Linked DNA regions of Mus musculus: all the other regions are linked to region 1. Evidence: chromatin contacts called from public promoter capture Hi-C and targeted proximity ligation data. All regions are on one chromosome and are shown on one strand. The core of a region is the stretch at or near the end of the contact, and the rest is flanking DNA. Distances in the headings are between cores, read along the strand shown.

Evidence for each region. Promoter capture Hi-C pulls out the DNA fragments that hold promoters and counts their contacts.
Region 2: a promoter capture Hi-C map of embryonic stem cells shows a contact between it and region 1. A contact is called at or near these places in 5 of 39 promoter capture datasets (the SN4741 cell line, embryonic stem cells, liver and 2 more), 1 of 130 datasets of targeted methods (bone marrow-derived macrophages) and 3 of 9 other capture datasets (adipose tissue, liver and pancreatic islet).
Region 3: a targeted proximity ligation map of pancreatic cancer cells shows a contact between it and region 1. A contact is called at or near these places in 7 of 39 promoter capture datasets (the SN4741 cell line, cranial neural crest, embryonic stem cells and 4 more), 8 of 130 datasets of targeted methods (the 230-238 cell line, the SCID.adh cell line, bone marrow-derived macrophages and 3 more) and 4 of 9 other capture datasets (adipose tissue, embryonic stem cells, liver and 1 more).
Region 4: a contact with region 1 is called in a targeted proximity ligation map of the SCID.adh cell line, with 15 read pairs. A contact is called at or near these places in 9 of 39 promoter capture datasets (the C10 cell line, cranial neural crest, embryonic stem cells and 5 more), 2 of 484 Hi-C or Micro-C datasets (CD4 T cells and embryonic stem cells), 6 of 130 datasets of targeted methods (the NIH/3T3 cell line, the SCID.adh cell line, bone marrow-derived macrophages and 3 more) and 2 of 9 other capture datasets (liver and pancreatic islet).
Region 5: a targeted proximity ligation map of bone marrow-derived macrophages shows a contact between it and region 1, with 2.0 times the contacts expected there. A contact is called at or near these places in 8 of 39 promoter capture datasets (the 3T3-L1 cell line, cranial neural crest, frontonasal cranial neural crest and 5 more), 2 of 484 Hi-C or Micro-C datasets (B cells and embryonic stem cells), 6 of 130 datasets of targeted methods (the NIH/3T3 cell line, bone marrow-derived macrophages and embryonic stem cells) and 3 of 9 other capture datasets (adipose tissue, liver and pancreatic islet).

Annotation. Positions count from the first base shown.
Region 1 is chr15:76,379,024-76,381,944 of GRCm38.p6, reverse strand. It overlaps Mroh1 (maestro heat-like repeat family member 1), which reads right to left and starts at 1,432. Exons shown (of 44, transcript NM_175457.4): 1 at 1,369-1,432.
Region 2 is chr15:76,157,007-76,159,927 of GRCm38.p6, reverse strand. No RefSeq gene overlaps it. Among named protein-coding and RNA genes, the nearest start is that of Gm35087, 26 kb to the right of the region's middle.
Region 3 is chr15:76,606,118-76,609,038 of GRCm38.p6, reverse strand. It overlaps Cpsf1 (cleavage and polyadenylation specific factor 1), which reads left to right and starts at 1,448. Exons shown (of 37, transcript NM_053193.2): 1 at 1,448-1,704. The coding sequence starts at 1,561.
Region 4 is chr15:76,574,908-76,577,828 of GRCm38.p6, reverse strand. Adck5 (aarF domain containing kinase 5) reads right to left here and starts at 1,470. Exons shown (of 15, transcript NM_172960.3): 1 at 1,335-1,470. The coding sequence starts at 1,346.
Region 5 is chr15:76,551,385-76,554,305 of GRCm38.p6, reverse strand. No RefSeq gene overlaps it. Among named protein-coding and RNA genes, the nearest start is that of Gm35739, 4.6 kb to the left of the region's middle.

The DNA.
Region 1 (2,921 bases), core at 183-2,682:
GATGCAGGTTTGAGTAAGGCTGCCTGCCTGGACATCCGTTTCAAGTTAATGAAGGCGGCCAGGCCTCAGCCATCGACTTTGACAGTAGAGCCCAGAAAGACATTCCTCATTCGAGCCACACATCTCAGCCTAAGGCCTAAGAGTAGAGCCTGCTGGCAGAAGCATCTCCCCGGCCTGCAGGTGCAGAGACTGCACAGCCAGCCAAGTCATAAACACAGGCTCCACAGGAATATCCCACAACCAGTGGTTTGCATAGGATCTCTGCTCTGGTGCCCCATCAACCCTGTGTCTGCTGGGGGTCTCCATCTAGATGACCATGGCCAACCAAGTCTAACAGAGCAGCTAAGACTTAACCCTTCACCTTCACCCCTGCCCTGCTCCACCTACCTACTTCCTGAATTTTTTTAATTTTACCATTTAATTAACTAGGTCGCAGGCTGTTCCTCCATTTCTACTACCATCCCCTTCCTTCCAAAGAGTTTCCTGCCTCCAACCAAGACTAGCCCCTCAAAGTTAGCCTCTGCCTTAACAGTAACTCCAGCTCACAGCCCCAGGTCTCCAGATGCCGCCCTCTATCCCTCTCCCGCAGGTCCTTATGCTTACTCACTGCACTTGAGTTTACGGTTCCATCCATTACCTTGAGCTCTGTACAGGGTAGAGCAGAGTCTTGCTGCATAACTGCACTGACTTGGTTGGAAAATTGGAATCCCAAACCTGGAGTGTCAGCCCTGGCTCCACCTCACCTAGCTCTCACCTTGCCTGAATTCTATACTCTGAGAGTTTTGTGGCCTTCTCCCTGGGGCCAGCAATCCTCGTGACTCTGGACAAATCACTTTCCTGCTCTACACCGCCTCCTTTAATCCGCAACGAGAATACAGAAAGACGAGTGGCTGCGGTGCGGTGAGCACTCGCTTTGCAAGTCCCTGAATTAAGGCTCAGTTTTATGAAAGAGACAGAAATGCCGGTAGCCCAGTTGCGGAGGTCAAAGACCTGAACACGTAGCCCCTACCCCGCAAAGGACCAGGGTCTTGAGTCACCGAGTTCCCGGAAGGGACTAGGACATGGATCACGCGACCCACGAGACAGCAGGGACAGGGACCAGGGACCACGCGCCGATGTCTGACAAGTCAGAATTGAATCGCAAGCTCCGAGATCCCTTCCAGGTGTAAGATGCGAAGCCGGGCCCGCTGGGCACACCTGAGATCTCCCAGCACCTCCTGGCACCGGCCCGCTGACCTTGGGGAGGCGCCCCTTGACACAGCTTCTCTTGCTGCTGGCAGATGGGGAGGCCCCTAGGCTCTCTGGTCCAAGTTCCTCAAAGGGTGCCTGGCCCCCACCACCAAAGATGAGCCTTAACAAGCCGTTTACCTGAGGAGCCGCCGCCGCCGCCACGGCCCGGGCGCCGCCCTCTATGCCCCAAGCGTCTCAGAGTAGGCGGAGCAGCGCCCCAAGCCCATCCCCGCAGCCCTCTGGCCAACTGCGGCCTGGCGCGCGGCAATTTGGCCCCGCCTCCGTGCGATCTCCACACTCATTGGTCAGAGTTCTGTCCCTCACGTTAACTCCGCCCACTCTCCGCTCCATGGAGCGCCTAGGTACACCTACTTCTTCCTGTTCTCTGCTGGGTACCCCAGCGGTCCGGTGACCATTTCACAAGACAAGTGTGAGTACTGCTGCTGCGCCAGACGCCGTCTGCGCAAGCGCTGTTCTCGAGAGTATTCGGACTCGGCCTCCAACTGCAGAAAACTCCACCAGGCGGGACCGGTGGCGCACTCCTTTAATCCCAGCACTGGAGAGGCAGAGGCAGGTGGATCCTTATGAATTCGAGGCCATCCTGGTCTACATAGTGAGTTCTAGGACAGTCTGGGATAAAAAGTGAGACCCTATCTCGGGAAGAAAACAAAAATAAAAAAAACAAAACAAAACAACAACCCAGCTGTCACGGACACACACAAGGTATTGTCATTGTTGTACATTGGTCACACACTAAACGCCTAAAACTACCCCAAACCCCTAAATGTACACATGGCCATGCCCAACAGAGGTACATGTCCAACCTATCAACAAGACATTGGGAATCAAGATGATCATGTCCTAGCTACCTGGGCTGCTTGCTACCTACCACTGTTATTCCAGCTCCAGGAGCAGCTAAAGCCTCTAAGGCTGGAAAGAGGTGACTAAAAAAGTAAAAGTAAGCCATACTACAGGATAAACTTTGGGTTTGGTGCCAAGAAAGCAAGGTTAGATAAGAGAGTTGGGGACGATCATGCCAGGAAGACTTGGCACCTGCAAAGAACCAGAGGTTGCAATCACCCAGATGTGTGTAAACAAGAGAAAGTTGTGGGTAGAGTTCTGAAAGCAAAAGAACCAAGAACCTGTCAAAGGGGAAGCAGCTACCATGTATCTAGGCTGACAGCATCGTTGGATGTGGAAATTAAGCTGCTGCGGTTGAACCAGGTCAGAGGCAAACACACAGCCAATATTCTTTTTCCACGATGAGAAGGACTTGGATGAGTTCTACTGAGAGGATAGAGCCCAAGAGAGAAAAAGACAGGACAGGACTCTCTGAGTAAGAGAGTGAAGCATTTGGGGCTGGCAAAATGGCTCAGTGGTTAAGAGCGCCAACTGCTCTTTCGAAGGTCCAGAGTTCAGATCCCAGCAACCACACGGTGGCTCACAACCATCCATAACGAAATCTGATGCCCTCTTCTAGAGTGTCTGAAGACAGCTACAGTGTACTTACATATAATAAATAGATAAATCTAAAAGAAAAAAAAAAAGAGAGTGAAGCACTTTGTGGATGGGGTCATGGCCTAGGAAAATGCTAGAAAACAGAGAGAGGGGACTAACTTGGGTAGCTGCCAGGGAAGGAGGTCTTTTCCATGCTAACACACAGGAGCCCCCCCCCCGTTGCTCTCCCCCGC
Region 2 (2,921 bases), core at 153-2,652, 220 kb after region 1:
AGAAAAGAAAAGAAAAGAAAAGAAAAGAAAAGGAAAGAAAAGGAAAAGAAAGGAAAAGAAGAGAAAGAAGGAAGTTGTTATCTTCAGCTACATAGGGAGTTTGAGACCAGCCTTGGACACATGAGACTTTGCTTGGTAACAATAGCGATAGCACAGCAGCAACAACAAAAGGTAGTGTGATCATGTATATTAAATTGTATATTAAATATACCTTATTTTAATGGGACAGGACATTTTATACATATTTGTATATACTTAGATATCATGATCCCTGAGTTGCTTAGATTACTTCTTTTTTGTTGTTGTTGTTGTTGTTTTTGGTTTTTTGGTTTTTTTGGTTTTTCTGAGACAGGGTTTCTCTGTGTAGCCCTGGCTGTCCTGGAACTCACTTTGTAGACCAGGCTGGCCTCGAACTCAGAAATTCGCCTGCCTCTGCCTCCCGAGTGCTGGGATTAAAGGCGTGCACCACCACACCCGGCTTCAATATTTTGAGAATCCAATGCTAAAAATTGTAGCAAATTAAAGGTTGACTTTCTAATATTTTATTCATTATTATTGTTGTTATTATTAATTATTATTGCACTGGTGTTTTTCCCACATGTGTGTCTGTGTAAGGGTTTTGGATCTCCAGAAATGGATCTCCAGAAACTAGAGTTACAGAGTTGTGAGCTGCCATGTAGGTGCTCGGAATTGAACCCCGGTCTTCTGGGTCCAGGGCTCAGTGATTGCTGAGCCCTCTCTCCAGTCCCAGTCCCCTGACTTTTTTTTTTTAGAATGCAGTAGGTGCGTAGGACGGGGACATTTCTGAAAATGGCATTATTCCCATGGACAGTACCAAGAAAATGTGTATTTGACCTTTGCTAACTATGACACACCATTTGATATTGTTTTGTTCGAAGTGACTTTTTTGTTAGGAGAAAAAAACTAACTGAAGAAACCCCAGAACAAAGCCATATTTGAGAACAGCCCCTGTGAGCTGGCTTTCGTACAGCCATGTCTCCTTTAGAGAAGTCTTACAGACATTCTTCAGATGTGCCCGCACTTGCCACATTCCTGGGCTGTGGGGTAAAGCTGGAATGAACTCCTAGAACCTGTGTAGCCTGGTGGCTTCCAGCAGGTGAGCTGTTCCCACAGGACTGAGCAGAGATTCTGATGAAAGACAGTAGAGCTAAAACCTTTGATCAGAACACAGGATCAGAGCTGAACACTTGAATGCTTGTATGATTTTTTTTTTTTTAAGGGGCACAAAGAGTTTCTAGCTGATTCTGGACTTTGTTGAATGCCTGTGTAAGAAATAGGAAAGTAACCTTTAAAAGAATGAAAGGACAGAGGGCTGTCAAGCCAGGAAGCAGCTAACTGAGCTCAAACAAAGGGGTATTATAAAGCCTTGGTAGGGGAGACAAGCTCCGGGGGAGGGTGGCGTCCCTGACCTGCCAACACTTGTAATTGTTACATCAGACAGATGGGAACTGCCCAGCCCTGCCAGGGTGGGGTACCTTTCTCCTTTCTCTGTTTCCAAGGGTGTTTTATCTGCTGTTTATTTTCCTGGTTCTGTAAAAGCCTCGGGTGACACATTAATATTTCAAACGCGATTGCCAAAAACCCAAAACAAAACAACTAGCCCCAACCTGGGCACATGTGGTGCCTGAAGTTCTGGGGAGCCCCTGGCTGTCTCCCTCATGATCTGACTCCAGGGCTTCTGTATTCTCTGGGCGGTTAGGGAAGGTGATATCCAGTGTTACAGAAAGATGTACTGTGCCCTGGCAAGTGCCCATGGATCAGGTCTGCTGGTGTGCCACCGAGCCCTCTGTCCCCCTCTGAGGCTAACTATGTCCCATGTCCACTGTGGATAGGAGGCAGCTTCCCATGTTTGCTGAGCACCAGCCCAGCCCAACCCTTGGAGGACTGAGCACAGGTGCCACTCCAACCCCGCTTGGCAGGCGAGTTCATGAGGGCTCGCCCTCCTCAGGCTCAGCATGGACAGCATGACCTTGATCTCTCGGTGCCTTGTGGGACCCTGGCTGGCCATCCCACAGCAATGGAAGCTTATCCACAGTCAGCTGCATTTGTAGGCTCCAGGCAGATGGCGTAAAGAACAGCACACCTCGCCGGGCGTGGTAGTGCACGCCTTTAATCCCAGCACTCGGGAGGCAGAGGCAGGCGGATTTCTGAGTTCGAGGCCAGCCTGTCTACAGAGTGAGTTCCAGGACAGCCAGGGTTACACAGAGAAACCCTGTCTCAAAAAAATGAACAGCACACCTCGATAGGAATGGGAGGTATCCGGCTATCCACTCCAGAAGGTTCTGAGGTAGAAGAACCTCTTATCTCCAGCCCCACTCTGTCTCCCTGTCTGACACAGCAGGGTGTCCTGAGGGTCCCCAACTCCTGGGATAAAAGGGACCCAACGTGACTGAGAGAACACCAAATTTAAGATGCGTCTTATTTAAGATAGAGCCTCATTGGAGTGTGAGCCAATTGCTAGATGTTTTGTTTTAAGACAGGGTCTACCTCGCTGTATAGCTCTGGTGTCCTGGAACTCACTATGTAGACTAGGCTGACTTCAAACTCATAGAGATCTGCCTGCCTCTGCATCTGGAGTGTTGGGATGAAAGGTGTGTACGACGTTCAGCCAGTGGCTCGTCTCCGTGGACATCTCCTCAAAGGACAGGGTTTCTTGTTCTTATTCACTCAGAATAAAAGCTTTATCATGTGGAAAAGCACCTGCAAGATGGGACTTGAACATTCCTCAGCCCAGCCTCTTAAATCTATGCATTACAAAGTCAATTGCTCATCTGCAGGAGCTCTTGGAAGTCAACCATCATCTGTAAACTGACATACGGGGCATGGGGGTGGGTGAATCTTTTATCTGTATTTTTTTTTCCTTCTTTCTCTCTGAGAAGGTCTTAGTACACACAAGCTAG
Region 3 (2,921 bases), core at 199-2,698, 230 kb before region 1:
AGATTTTTATTTTAAAAATTATGTAGGACTGGTGAGACATTACTCAGCAGTTAAGAGCACTGGCTGCTCTTCTGAAGATCGTGCATTCAAATCCCAGCGACCAGGTGGTGGCTCACAACCATCCGTAATGAGGTCTGACTCCATCTTCTGGTGCGTCTGAAGACAGCTACAGAGTACTTACATATAATAATAAGTAAATCTCTGGGGCTGGAGTAAGCAGAGGTTCTGGGTTCAATTCCCAGCAACCACATGATGGTTCACAACTATCTGTACAGCTATAGTGTATCATATACATAAAATAAATATTTAAAAAATTATGTATATATGTGCCAGCATGTCTGGGCAGCTTTCGTCCCAGGGCTTGGGAGGTAGACTCTGAATTCGAGGCTAGTTGGGTCTACAGAGTTTCAGGACAGCCAGGGCTATGTAGTTGAGACCTCATCTCAAAAATCAAGAAAAAGAAAAAAAAATAATTTCTTTTGCTTGCTTGTTTTTGTTTTTTGTTTTTGTTTTTGTTTTTTTTTAAGAAAAGTTTTCTCTGTATAACCATGGCTGTCCTGGAACTCACTTTGTAGACCAGGCTGGCCTCAAACTCAGAAATCTGCCTGCCTCTGCCTCTGCCTCCCAAGTGTTGGGATTAAAGGCTTACACCACCACTGCCCAGCCAACAAAATACTTTTTAAAAGAGATCTTTTTTTTTAAATTTTATTTTATTTTTATTAGGTATTTTCCTCGTTTACATTTTCAATGCTATCCCAAAAGTCCGCCATACCCACCCCCCCAATCCACTACCCACCCACTCTCCCGTTTTGGCCCTGGGGTTCCCCTGTACTGGGGCATATAAAGTTTGCAAGTCCAATGGGCCTCTCTTTGCAGTGATGGCCAACTAGGCCACCTTTTGATACATATGCAGCTAGAGTCAATTAAAAAGAGATCTTTAGTGTGATACAGGGGTGATCTACCACATCACCTCATCTACAGAGTGGGGTGGCGATATTGCATGTTTCTGTATCCTTTTCCAAGCCTATATACCCTTGTTTTATTTTCTGGGATTTAGCTAATGAGGCAAGTCTTGAAGGGTACAGAACAGAAGGAAGCAGAGGTCCAGCACCCTCCAGCTCTGTGACGAGGCTCATCAGTCCTTTTTTTTTTTCTTTCTTTCTTTCTTGTTTTTTTTTTTCGAGACGGGGTTTCTCTGTGTAGCCCTGGCTGTCCTGGAACTCACTCTGTAGACCAGGCTGGCCTTGAACTCAGAAATATGCCTGCCTCTCTCAAGTGCTGGGATAAAAGGCATGTGCCACCACGCTTGCTCGTCAGTTCTTATCAAGCTAGGCCACTAGGGGCCGCTCTTCGCTCGCAGCCACGGCGCGCAGGCGCAGATGCGAAGCGGCCCGGAACCCTGCTTCTCAACCACCTGGTCCTCTTAGAAGGCGGTCCGGGCAGGAAGCGCAGGCGCAGTACTTCGGAACCCGGTGGCTGGGTTGGCGCGCGCGGCCGGACCGAGTCCGCTGCCGTCCCTGTCCCCCGAGTCGGCGGCTCCGGCGTGACAGTGGCGGCGACATGTACGCGGTGTACAAGCAGGCGCACCCGCCCACCGGGCTGGAGTTTACCATGTACTGCAACTTCTTCAACAACAGTGAGCGCAACCTCGTGGTGGCCGGCACCTCGCAGCTCTATGTGTACCGCCTGAACCGCGACGCCGAGGTAGGCCGTGTCGAGGCAGTGCCGCAGTCATTCGGCAGGTTCCCCAGTGCAGGAGCTGAGGTTTGCCAAGGGTCTTTGGGCCCCAGAGCCAGTTCATCGCTGCCTCGTTGTTTGGCCTCATCCTACCCTGCCCGGACACCTCTGCCCGCGGTCTACTGCTTGTTCTTTGGAGATCGATTTTCAGGAGATTGTTGCACACCTTCCACGAGCTTAGCAGCAAAGACAAGCCAGTGAACCCTTGAGGGCGATGATTCTTTAGGAAGTCAATACTGCCACACACAGACGGCCACAGTGTCTCTCTAGGAGTAAGACCCAATGAAGGAGACTGGGTGTTTCTGTACAAAACAACCAGAGCTCTTTCTGAGATTGAGCAGATTTGTTGTGGAAGAACGTTTCTTCCTAAAGGAGCAAGGCTGGATGTTTCTCGGGGACAGACTATTGTCAGTAGATGTAGTAATGTGGAATGAATTCATCAGTACATTGATAACGGGGGTGTTTTGGTTGCTAGAGAGACAGCAAGCGGTTCAGGAAGCCCTCCCCCCCTCCCCCCAAAAAAAAGGCAATTTCCGTGGCTCTTTAATCCCAGTTCGATCCATTAATCCCAGGTGGAAGCAGACAGATTTCTGGGTGTTCCAGTTTAAACTATTTCCAAGCCATCTAGGGCTACATAGTGAACCTCTTGTCTAAAAACAAAGCAAAAAAGCCAAGAAGGCAGATGCTTTTTTTAAAAAATTAGACTTATTCATATTCATTTGTGTTTGCTTGTATATATGTATGTACACCATATGCATTCTTGGTGTCCATGGAGGTCAGCATTATGGATAGTTGTGCCATCAAGTGGGTCCTCTGTAAGAGCAACAAGTGCTTTTGATGGCTGTGCATTACTGCCAACATGCAGTTTACTGGGGTGGCAGAACTGGACAGGGAAATCTCACCTTCATAGAAGATGTGTTTTAAATAGACAAGGAAGTGTGGGGGAAGTATGTGGGAGTTAGGCAAAGGGGTTTCAAGGAAAGTTAAGTTTTTGTGGTAGAGGCTAAGGGAAGGAGGAAGGAAGGGAAAGAACGGGTAAGAAGTAACAGGGCAGGGCCTCCACAACACACTCTCCAAGCAGGAAGTTTTGGCAATGAAATAATCTTACCCAACTTATGTTGGAGAGAGGTCCAAGAAAGATGGTCAAGAAGTGGCTGTAGCCATTAGGCAAGATGGTGGCCTGG
Region 4 (2,921 bases), core at 221-2,720, 200 kb before region 1:
TAAAGCAGCAAACACCTGCTCTAAGGAGAAGACACAGCTGGCAAAAGAGAGACATCCATACAAGCCAGCAGCCTGCACCATGAAGACTGCCAAGACTCAGGATAGAGCCCTAGAAAAGATGACTAGATTATGACCTTTGATAGACAGCCCAAGGCAGCTCAACAGGAAACTAAGCCACAGACCATCTCCCAAAGTTAGTAGGTAACAGCCTAGAGATTTGAGCTAGAGGAAGTGGACGTTGTTATTGGGAACCTGCAAGGACTCCACTGTACTGTGCAGTAATTCCTAATCAGAGGTTAAAACTCCCCTTTCTGGTAGGGTGGTGGTGGTACACAGCTTTAATCCCAGCACTAGGGTGGCAGAGGCAAGCAGATTTCTGTGAGTTCGAGGCCAGTATGCTCTACAGAGTGAGTTCCAGGACAGCCAGAGCTAAAACCAAATACCCCAACCTTGGAGGGGGGTAAGCAAGGAGCCAAAAACAAAAAAAACTAAGACAAACAAACAAAAAAACCCTTGCCTTTCTAGCCAGGCAGTGGTAGCATATGGCTTTGATCCCAGCAGAGGATCTCTGAGTTGGAGGCCAGCCAGCTCTACAGAGCTAGTTCCAGGCCAGCCAGGGCTGTCCAAAAACAAGAGAAACCCTATCTCAAACAAAACAAAACAAAACAAACTCCCAGGGCTGTCTAGAGGTGTAAGTGACAAGTAATACGGATATGTGGAAAAGTTTTTGCTACAGTAAAGTGCTGTCTGTGTAAAAGGCAACTTGTCTCTGAGCAACAGGACTCCCATCAGAAAGCACACACCCAGCAGGGCTGTACACTGCAAGCCAAACGTTAACCCACCTCCTGGCCTCTCATTATCTAAACCTACAAGGCCAGATGTACTAGAAAAACAACTTCGCAGAAGTTTAAAAACAACACAACTGAAGAAGGGCCATACTCCAAGGGCAGGGAATAGGCAAGGACACCCCCAGGGCCAGAACAAGGGGCTAAGGGAGTGAGGGCATGCTAACCCAGCGGGAATCATGGGGTTGTCTCCCTTCCAGAAGCTGATAGAGAGGACAGAGCAGCTTCCCGGGGAGACCCGAGGGATGCGCTGAGGACAGAGGCAGAAGGAAGAGGACCCTGGGGTGAGGTTAAATAATGCTGAGTCTTCCCAAAGGCTCTGGGGAAAAAAAGAGGAAGCGGGAATCAGAGTTCTCCAAAGCTTTGGGGTCGATGGGCAGGGCCCGGGCCTGGACTGGATCCAGAACCTCCGGGTACAGAGAGAGATCCCAACGCAGGGATGCGGAGCGCAGAGTCAGGGACCAGGGCGTGCGGGGGCGGGGTCCTCACCGGCCGCCACATGTCCCCGGCAGTGCTCTCTTCCCGGTTTCGCCGCAGACGTCCCTGGTGCCCAGACGACCCCGCGAAAGAGTAGGCAATGCGCTTGCGCACCGGCCCACACGCGCCACACAGACCTGGGTAGAGTGGAAGGGCCACGCCCCCAAAACGTGACGTGACCGCCTCGGCGTGCAGCGGCCCCTTGAGGTCGCCCGGGGCATAGCCTCATGGGAGACACCAAGTGATGAGTCTTTACCAAGTGTTTTCCTTTGTTTATTGTATGTGAATGTTATGGAGCAATTTTCAAGAGTCGGTTGGTGCTTGCTTTCCACCGTCTGTTTTATTTCTGTTGCCCTGTGCAAGCCAGGCTAAGTTTGCGGGCAATTTTCCTCTTCCCACTCCTATTTCACTCTAGAAGTGCTTTTTACATTGTTCCAGGAACTTGGCTTCCTAGGGTAGCCCTTTTACCCACTCAGCCATATTCCCAGACCCTTGAATTGGCTCTTTAATTTTGTCGGGCTCTCGTTCCTTTCTGAAAAGTGACAGTGTAACTCAAAGCTGACACTTGGTCATTTTCACAACTCTCAGTATTCGCTCGCACAGGCAGTTTGGCAACACCTGTTGAGACAGCCACCAAAGCTAGAGACACCCTCGCTTTCTTGCCAACTATGTCAGTTAGAGTCCAGGTTCTTTTTTGTTTGTTTGTTTGGTTGGTTGGTTGGTTTGTTTTGTTTTGTTTTGTTTTTTCTTTTCTTTTTTTTTCTAAGACAGGGTTTCTCTGTGAAGAGTCCTGGTTCTTTGTCCCCCTACTCTTCACTCTCTGTGATACCCAATCCTTCTGCAAATCCTCCTCTGGAGGGGTCCTTACTACCTGGTTCCTCAGAACTCCCCTGAAGTTCCTGCTTCCCTAGCCACGGGTGCTCTTCTCAGCAACTGTCCTAATGTTGACCATTGGGTTCTTTGAGGTCACCTGAGCCTCCCCCCACCCACCCACTGGAACTGGCAAGCTGCCTTCTGGTTGAACATGGCTCTAAGCAGGCTCTAAGATAATGTCATGTCCCCAATTGGCTTTGGAGTGCCTGGAAGGTGGCAGAGTGGCTGTATGAGGGGGTCACAAAAGTCTGTGAGCCAGACGATGTCAGGCAATGGCCTCCTTCCAGTTCATTCATTCTGGACGTCCTTGCAAGCCTAGGAAGTACGTGTAGCTGAGATGTCTGGGCGCAACTGGAAAGCAATGTGTCAGGGACAAAATGGATTCAGGGTGCACAGAGCCCAGGATGAAAAGGCAGAAATGGGTGTTCCGAGACTGGGCTACTTATAAAGCACAGGGGAGAGAGATTGTGGCAATTAGGTCCAGATATACAGTAGGGAACAGATCAAAGTCCTCAGCCCTGTGAGGTCACACCCGAACCAGGGAGACCTAGCTGGGAGCTACCAGGAACCTGTTGGAAAGTCAGGGCAACCAAGTAGCCCAGCAACTCCAGAATACTTATTTAGCCCAAACCTTTCCAAACATTATATCATACAGTCTTGGCCAGCAGCCTGTCCCTGAGCGTCTGCAGCAGTTGGAAGCCTGTGTATTTTTGGGTGACATATGTC
Region 5 (2,921 bases), core at 141-2,640, 170 kb before region 1:
TTTGTGAAAGTTTACTTATTATTATATATAAGTATACTGTAGTTGACTTCACGCGCACCAGAAGAGGGTCTCAGATCTCATTACAGGTGGTTGTGAGCCAGCAAGTGGTTGCTGGGATTTGAACTCAGGACCTTTGGAAGAGCAGTCAGTGCTCATACTCGCTAAGCCATCTCGTCAGCCCCCTAGGGTATTGTATTCTAGTTGCACATTAAACAAAAAACAAAAAACAAACAAACAAACAAAAAACACTACAGGAAGCTGGTAGGATGGCTCAATGGGTAGGGACTTGCTCCCAAGCTTGAGAACCTGAGTTCAATTTCTGGGACCTACATGGTAGAAGGACAGAATGCACTTCTGTAAGTTGTTCTATATGTGCACCATGTCATGTACATGCACATACACTTGCACACTCTCCCTCACACAAAATAAATAAGTAAATATAATCAAAATATTTTTATCAAAATAAATCCACTCCACACCCATCCCTGCTACCATCCCAAGAGAACCACAGCACCCATCTCACTTAAGCCAGGGGGGAAAACCCTCCCTCTGCCTCCCCAGGACAGTTTCCTACCCCCAAATCTACATGATGGCATAGTGACTCCAGTTCAAGGAGGGTTGTCACTCAGCTTCTGGCTTCTGTGGGCACCAGGCATACACACAGTGCAAATCCATATGAAATCAAGTTTTTAAAAATCAAATCAAGGGCTGGAGAGATGACTCAGTGGTTAAGAGCACCGACTGCTCTGCCAGAGGTCCTGAGTTCAATTCCCAGCAACCACATGGTGGCTCACAACCATCTGTAATGGGATCCGATGCCCTCTTCTGGTGTGTGTCTAAAGACAGCTACAGTGTACTCATATAAATAAAATAAATAAAAAATCAAAATCAAATCAAAACTGGATGGTGGTGGTGGTGGGTGGCAGCAACACACACCTTTAACCCCAGGAAGCAGAGGCAGGGGGATCTCTGTCAATTTGAGACCAGCCTAGTCTACAGAACAAGCTCCAGGACAACCTGGATTGCACATCACACAGAGAAACCTTGTCTCAAAAACCAACCAAGCAAACCAACAATATAAATATCTTCAATCCCAGCATTCAAGAGGCAGAGGTAAGTGGATCTCTGTGAGTTCCCGGCCAGCTAGAGCAGATATATTGAGACCCTGTCTCAGACCAATAGCTAGATCAAGAACTCTAAAATCCCTTCCATACTTTATCAAGACAGCTTTAAAGGCATTTTGTTTTGATTTTGTTCCGTTGAACAGGGTTTCTCTGTACAGCCCTAACTGGCCTGGGACTAAATGCATGTGCCTTCAACACCTGGCGCTTTCAAGGTTTTTAATGACTAAGCAGAGACCTTGAAAGCCTCACTGTCTCTTCTGCTCAGGAGATTCTAGAGCGCCATCTAGTGGCCACTCAGTTCAGTCTGCAGGCACTAACTAAGCCTCCGGTCAAAGGATTCTTTCCTGTTATTGATCAGCTGATATTTCTGCTGGGAGAGTTCAAAGTTACTGAGTCTCTTCTGGCGTCAAGTACAATCATCAAAGTGGGAAACCCTTGGAAGCAGTAATGTCCTTTCTCTCTTGTGAGGGAAGGCCGGCTCATATCTGACGACCTCACACAGGTTGAACCTGAAAAAGGACAAATTCCTGGACCATAAGGAGCCCAAAAAGAAGGGCATCCCTCTTCCTCTGAGTACTGATGAGACCCTGGGGTTGTGCGAGCTCTTCTATTTTTTCATTAGATATTGCAAGAATCAAAGTTACATTCTTTTCTTTAAAATGTATATCTGACCAGGGCAAGTGTCCAGAGAAGCTAGAGACTGGAAGCTGAACTTACAAGTGATTGTAGGCTGCCCAGTGAGGGTGAGAGTCATTCTTCAGTCCTCTACCTTGAATGGTAAGCATTCTTACTCCAGATTTCTCCAGATTCCAAATTATATTCCTTATTAGTACAGGGGTCGTGTTTCTTTTTCTTCTGTGATGACCGCCCTCTCTTGTTAACATTCCAGTACTCAATCCTCCTCAGTAGTACTAATGACAAGCCTGGTCAACAAACCCACTTGATCGGCCTCTTCACCTCTTCGGTAGACAAACTTCCATTCCTCTGTGGTCCTGTGTAACTGCTAGGGGCAGTGTATCTAAACTGCAGATCCAGTGAAGGTTGTCTCTTCAGCTCTTGTTCCTACCCTCTCCGCTTCCCCCTTTTAAAAGATATAACAGTCTTGATTTTAAGTGGTGGCGCACGCCTTTAAGCCCAGCACTTGGGAGGCAGAGGCAGGCGGATTTCTGAGTTCGAGGCCAGCCTGGTCTACAGAGTGAGTTCCAGGACAGCCAGGGCTACACAGAGAAACCCTGTCTCAAAAGACTAAAAGACAAAACAAGACAAAACAACCCCCAGAGCCTGCTATAATTCCCACCAAACTTAAATCCTACTACCTTTACTGGCAGATCCTAATCCTGAGGACCCTGCAGCTTTTCTGTGTGGAGAGACTCCGCCTCACCTGCAGTAATAGATAATAAGCCTTATAGGATGAGCCTCCTTCCGAGGCTACTTTGTTCACAGACAGAGATGGCTTATGGAGGTACGACACAGACTTTTCAGGGAATACAACCGTGAGTTTCACAAAGGTGATAGAATGTGGGTGCTTTGGGGGTAATTCTGCATCAGCCTCCAGAGAAGAAGTAATTGCTCTCACTAGAACTTTCCAGCTAGGGGCACAAATGGGACACCATTTAGCGATGCCTCAGCCCATGCTTTCTGTACCTGTGCAGTCACCTGGAGAGAGAGGGGTTTCCTCACTGCCCATAATGCCCTCTTAAATATGCCACTGAGATTCTGACCGTATTAGATGTCATCTGGCTTCCAACCCAGGAAGCTCTTACACACTGCAAAGCCACAGAGAAGACTATTCTGACA